Regions from separate parts of the Rattus norvegicus genome. Here region 1 is linked to region 2. A link is a contact called in public Hi-C data. All regions are on one chromosome and are shown on one strand. The core of a region is the stretch at or near the end of the contact, and the rest is flanking DNA. Distances in the headings are between cores, read along the strand shown.

Evidence for each region. A called contact is a pair of places that touch in the nucleus more often than the background predicts.
Region 1: a Hi-C map of liver shows a contact between it and region 2, with 4 times the contacts expected there. The contact joins the promoter of Aadat here to the promoter of Hpf1 in region 2. A contact is called at or near these places in 6 of 12 Hi-C or Micro-C datasets (the Rat2 cell line, Schwann cells, frontal cortex and 3 more).

What each region holds. Positions count from the first base shown.
Region 1 is chr16:34,553,576-34,556,885 of GRCr8, reverse strand. Aadat (aminoadipate aminotransferase) reads left to right here and starts at 1,706. Exons shown (of 13, transcript NM_017193.1): 1 at 1,706-1,884; 2 at 2,660-2,828. The coding sequence starts at 1,818.
Region 2 is chr16:34,228,693-34,231,944 of GRCr8, reverse strand. Hpf1 (histone PARylation factor 1) reads left to right here and starts at 1,458. Exons shown (of 8, transcript NM_001169105.1): 1 at 1,458-1,549. The coding sequence starts at 1,502.

The DNA of each region.
Region 1 (3,310 bases), core at 457-2,956, 320 kb before region 2:
CACTTTGTCCCCAGTTGGTAAGACTGTTTGGGACTTTGGAGAGGCGGGGCCTTGTTGGAGGAGGTGTCCCTTGGAGCAAGCTACCCGGGTTTCCCAGGGAGCTCTCCCTGCCTCTTGCCTGAGAATCAAATTACAAACTCTCAGCTACAGATTCAGGGCCCTGCCTCCATGTCTGCCTGCTGCCGCTGATGGGCTAACCCTATAGAACGGTAAACCCTGAATCAAATGCTTTCTAAGTTGCCTTGGTCATGGCGTTTTATCCAGACAATATTTAAACTTAACTAAAACACAGAAAAGTCTGCATAGAAAATGCAGCAAGCTTTTTTTTTTTTTTTTTTTTTTTTTGGTTCTTTTTTTCGGAGCTGGGGACCGAACCCAGGGCCTTGCGCTTCCTAGGTAAGCGCTCTACCACTGAGCTAAATCCCCAGCCCCAGCTTTTTTTAAAAACTCTGTATTTCATGATTTGATGGTCTAAGAGTCTATGCTTTGTGTTGTGTCTTCAGAGTGTAAGAGTGCAGTAAGAGGGTGACCTTCAATGCTGAGAAGTCAGGCGAATTGTGGCGTATTTCTTTTAGCCTCATAATGGTTATAACTTCCGAAGCCCCCCTCACCAGTCTAAGGACCGTCCTCTTGAGTGGAAAGTCCCCTACCACCATGACTGTTTTAAACCACCATGGTCAAATAAAGCTGACACCTCAAGAGTCATGAGATCTCCCGTTTCCCGGGACAAGCTTTAACCCTGTGTTTTCAACTGTTCTTTAATAATTTTGGAACTCGATCACTATATGGCGCGGGCACCTCGACTGCTGAAAGGACTCCCTGAGCCCTTCACTGTGCACTCCTTTAAATAACTAAACTTAAGACAGTTTCTCTTTGTATCGTCATCGACCAGGTAATTTCGAATTTGATAATCGCTTTATCTGCACCATATCCAACACACTTTGAACCGAGCTCTTACACAGTGAAAGTTCTGCAATTCAGTGAGAGAAGAGGCTGAAAATTGAGGAGACTGAAGACTAAGTTTTCAAATTTGCGAGGGTGGGTTAACTCTCCCCACTCACTGTACCAGGCTTCTGTTTTGAAGAGTTACCTGAATTCATCTGGGTCCCCTTGAAGATTTAGGGGTAGGGATGAGAGAGGGAGCGAGAGAGAGAGAGAGAGAGAGAGAGAGAGAGAGAGAGAGAGAGAGAGAGAGAGAGAGAGAGAGAGAGAGAGAGAGAGAGAGACCTCGATACTGAGAGCGCCTCTTGGTACCCGTTGCAATGGAACAAAACCACCACCAGAGGGTAGTGAAGGACAAAGATCTTGAGACCTGAGACCTGAGATCTGTCCAGTTCCGGGCACTCATTTCAAGATCTGTCCGGGAGGGCCGGAGTGGGGGGCGTGGCCAATAGCAACGCTGTACTGCAAGACTGAGCAGCAAGGTCCAGAATCCATCCTGCTTTTAAGTGAATTCGGGCACCGATCCGATTGCTATTGTGCATCACAGCAGGGCCTCTCGCCACGCCCATCCCTGACCGATGACTTAGGTGGCCTGAGGTCAGCTGCCATAGGCCAGGACGCGGGGTGGGAGGGGGCGTGGCCGACTGCGGTCCACTCGGGTCAGATACTGCCACTCGGTGGATGAACTTTGTCCCTTCTGTCGCCTGACCCGGGCCTATTTAGATCTCAGACACTGACAGCGGCTGTTAGCCAGGCAGATTGGGTGGCACTCCGCAGCACTACCCGGAGACAGCTAACAGTGCAGCCCGAGTGATCTGGGAAGCCGTTCTCAGTGACCGACTTTTCTAGTCCTGTTCCACGCGACCAGCAGAGACATGAATTACTCAAGGTTCCTCACTGCAACGAGCCTGGCCAGAAAGACATCCCCTATCAGAGCTACAGGTGAAAAACAAAGCCGGAGCCCGCTCCGCTCTGCAAGAGTTGAGTTTTCTTAGCCGAAGCTCTGTGCGGTGCCCTGTTTTGGTGATCACCGCTAGGTCGCGCCCATTCATTCAAGTGTGAAGACAGTCTGTGAGCGTTAGTGAAGGAGGAGTTACTTAACTTTTGTTCACTAAGAGCTTGGGCCAGAGGCAAAGCAAAGCAGTGACTACTTTTGCAGGAGTATTTAGAGATGAGCCTGGGGGCCAAACATGGGGTACACCTTGCAAGAAAGGCTCTACAGGGAAGACAGGACTGGGGAATGGGAGCCAGAGGTGGAGCAGGTAGGTATTGGGCAACGGGGAGAAAGGCCTTCTGCTACTGCGGAGAGCCCTTTTTCTTGGCCATCTGCATTCTTGGATTCCTCCGGCAGTGAGGAAGCCTAGAAAAAGTTATTTTGCACTTATTTTAGACTAGCATTCAGTCTTAGCCCAGTATGCTGCTACGTCAGACTAGAGGAGCAGTAATTCAATAAACAGCAAGAATACTCTCTCGGTGGCGGAGGCCACCATGTCCAACATCAGGTACCCGTGAGGGCAAATCCAAATAGACGATGCTTCTCGCTGCAGTTCGGCCTCTTTAGAAGGAAATTTCGTTTCTGAAGGCAGAGTTATCGTGATCTAATCCCATCTTTAATATATCATATCGAGTACTAGATTCTAGTATAAGACTTGGTCAGAGACACTAACGTTCAGACCACGGGACAGTGGACGAATTTTTTTTTCCGTGTTTATCATAGTGGAGATAATGAGTAGAGCACCCAAAGACATCATCTCCCTGGCTCCTGGATCTCCGAACCCGAAAGTGTTCCCCTTTAAGTCAGCTGTCTTCACTGTGGAGAACGGAAGCACCATCCGGTTTGAAGGAGAGATGTTTCAAAGGGCCCTCCAATATTCCTCAAGCTATGGGTAAGTGTTCAATAGATGTAGGCTCATACTGGTTCATTTTCCAATGCCATTGATAAAGTGACTGAATTCTTTTGTTGATGGGGTGTACAATGATAGGGGAAGTTGGGAGAAGAAATTTTAAAATACAAAAACCAAAATCAGTACTAAATGCTTCACACACCCCAGGGACTAGCTTTCAACTTTAAATGACTGGGAAAGCCAGAGAAACATCTAGAAGAAAGTCCCATTTGAGCTGAGTATGATACTGAAAAGAACACTAGGTGAAGCATCATAGTGGGAAGAGAGAGGAAATGTATGGAACAGTCCTTGAACAATAATGATCTTTCCTATTTTAAAAGAACTAAATGTGGATGTATTGTTTTTATAGAAAATAGACTCTCTTCTCATATATTTTATCCTGAAATATGCTTTCCTCGCCACTCCTCCGTTCCTCCCCAACTCCTCTCCCATCTAGATTCATTCCCTTTCTGTCTCTCATTAGA
Region 2 (3,252 bases), core at 209-2,708:
TCTTGAAATTGCACTGTTCAAAGGATGTAATTTATAACCAGCCTCAAAGATTAAAGTTTTAAAATTAAACATAAAAAATCGACTTACTTATTTTTAAAGAATCTTACCTTGTAAATGAGATTATAGTGTTTTAAGAGGTGTACTGATTAGATTTATGAATGAGATAAAAGGTCATACGGCTCAAAAACCATACATTCTGACTCTAAGTGTGGCTTATTGGGTGTTTACATACTCTTGTTTCAAATGGCTCTCAGAAAAGGTTGCACAGTCACCTGAAAAGATTTTATATTATTTACAGTCTTTTCAAGTATTGCTAGGTGTGTTGAAATTCTTTCAGCTAGTGTGAAACAGGCAACTGATGAGTGGGGCAGGATAATGGAGGGAGTGTTACCTTTCCAGTGTTCTTTTAATTTTCTCTATCTTTCACCCCTGCCTCACTTACAGCTAGTAAGCAGCTGTGCATCTGGTTTGAAGTGCTCCTCAAAACCGGAGGATAAGGGCTCAGTGGTTAAGAGTAATATACTGCCCTTGCCCACGTCGAGTGGCTCACGACCTCTTTTAACTCTATCTCCAGAGAATCCGATGCCTTTTTGGGCTTCTGGGGGTACTAGCACACACACGCACAAATCTATACGCGCACGTAACTAAAGACAAAAACAAAATCATTTTAAAACCAAGGAGATGTTCCACAAAATGAGAGTATACAAATTATGAATAAGGAAGAGAGACTTCACCTCAAGAGTGGGGAATAGAACATTGCTGGGAAGGTGGTGGAGGAGTGTGTTATCCAAACCATATTATTCCTGGGAGTCAGATTCTGACTTTTAAACTCTGGATAGAGCCTAACAATGTGACTTTTTAACTAGCTTCCTGGTGCTGCTGCTGGTGGCGGTTCAGTTCTTACACTAAGAGGAGAGAGAAATGAAAATGAGGATGGAAACGGGGGGGGGGGGGCGACAATTGTGAAGATATAGGGAAGGAAACTGTAGGGAGGGAAAGAAAAAAGGTTGGTTTACTTCCCGAAGACGACGAGAGGAATTACAGACAATAATAGTGCAATAATAGGAAGGGAAAGGGATAGAGCGCAAAAATAATTCTTTAAATGAATAGAGATGAAGAAAACGAAAAGGCTGAAGTGAAGCAGCATCTTAAATCTATTTATCTTGCCAGCAGTATGCATCTGAGGACAAAGTCTGTAGCTCCTTAAGGCACCCAAATTTGATAATCTCAGGTTCTCCAGTGTATCCAGCACGAGCGCTAGGCAATGGGCGGGGCCCTGACGGTAGCTCAGGGGGCAGCGCTTGCGCTCAGGGGGCGGTGCCACCCCAGATCTCGGGGCGGGACTTTGCGTCCTTCCCCGTATCAGAAGGCGGAGCCTAGTCTCTAAATTGGCGGCTGAGTGGCTGAGCGGCAGCTCGGATTGGCGGCTTTTGAACCCGGAAGCAGTAGTGGGCGCTCGGAAGCGGCGGGAACGCGGGCCTCGGTGCGCTGCGGCTGCGGGATGGTCGGCGGTGGCGGGAAGCGCCGACCCGCCGGGGCGGGACCGCAGGTAGGCGAGGCGGGATGAGCTGGGTGTACGGACGCTGTGGGCGGTGGTGGAGCCGAGGGCCGCTCTGCCTAGGAACGGCCCGGGAAAGTCGTTCCTTTCCAGCGCCAGCCAGCTTCTCTGGGCGCAGTTCCCGCGAAGCTATGCAACCGGTGGACGGATCATTCATTCATTCATTCATTCATTCATTCATTCATTCATTCATTCATTCATTCATTCATTCATTCACTCATTCACCCATTCACCCATTCACTCACTGAACAGCTGATGGAAGCTGGAGGAGCTACCAGGGCGGCAAGGCACACACGAACGTACATTTCACCTTAAGTTTTTTTTTTGTTTTTTTTTGTTTGTTTTGTTTTGTTTTGTTTGTTTTTGCTTGGAGTAAACGCAGGTGTGTAAAGGTGCTGGATTTGACAAGCCCTGGAGTTGTTAGAGACATCTTTTGTTTAAGACAGTCTCTCTATGTGGTAGCCCGGGCTCTCCTAGAACTTGATATGTAGATCAGAACTTAATATGTAGCCTTGTAATCACAGAGATCCTCTTGCCTCTGCCTCCAGGACGTATGCCACCACCGCCTGGCAAGACGACCTTTAAGGCAACTCGGGTTTGAAAATCGTTCTTGCTGGCAGAGAAGAAAACTAAGAGATTTCCCCTGACATAGAAGTGTAAGGGATACGGGATCGCTGATGAGTGATAGATTATAGATTGACCAGTCTGGACTCTTACATGATTTCATGGGTTCTCTTAAGCATACAGTAGCTAATGTATGAGGAGTTAAACAAGGAAAGGATTGTTTAACAAAAGTTACCCCAGCTGTGTTTAAAACTGGTTATGCTAAGGCTTAACGGTCAGTGGATGATGGACATAGGTATTTTCACGTTGTGTCGTGTTTTCTCACAACACCAAGTTAAAAATGTGGTCTAAAGAGAGCAGCTGTCCCAAAATCTAATTATTAGGGATTTGAGGATTCTGAAGCATCTTGAGTTAAAGAATTGAGAAATCTCTTTGTGGGTACCCAGGGCTGCTTTGGCAGAATAGTTGGCTTAACTGGAAATAAGATGAGAGATGGTCTAGTGGAATGTTTATGACTGCCAATAATAGCCATCACCAATTATCTGCTAAGACTGTTGAAATAGAACTGTTTTGTATTTAAAACAAAAACACATGATGCTACAGGCACGACAGTGCATCTTTAGTGTAGATGAGAATACGGAGCACAGAGAGGTTAAGTAGCTTGCCCTAGGTGACAGCTGGAAACCATGTTAGTAGTCAACCCAAAAGCCAGAGTGTTAGCACGCACTTGTGATCCCAGCACTTGTCAGGCAGAAGCAATAGAGCCAGAAGTTCACTGTCATTCTCAGCTACACTGCAAGTTCAAGGCTAGCCTGGGCCATGATAGACCTGTCTTAAACAAGATCCAACTTCATGACTTAAATTCAGTCCCTGAAGTCCTGTGGAGTTAGGGAAGGGGACAGAGTGACCAAATATATTGTATGTAAAAACACTACTACAGCTCTGCATCTACCCACGTAGGCGCCTTATCCTTTTTTCCTAACCCTTTCCTTCTGCTTCCAGTCACTGTGGCTGTCGCCTTGAATTTGGAGGTTTCCCTTGCCTTCTTTTAGAGTTTGTTGTTTCCTTAGAAAGCTTTTGTGGTACATCTTGACTTAGCCAGTATTCTACTGCTGTGAAGAGACATCATG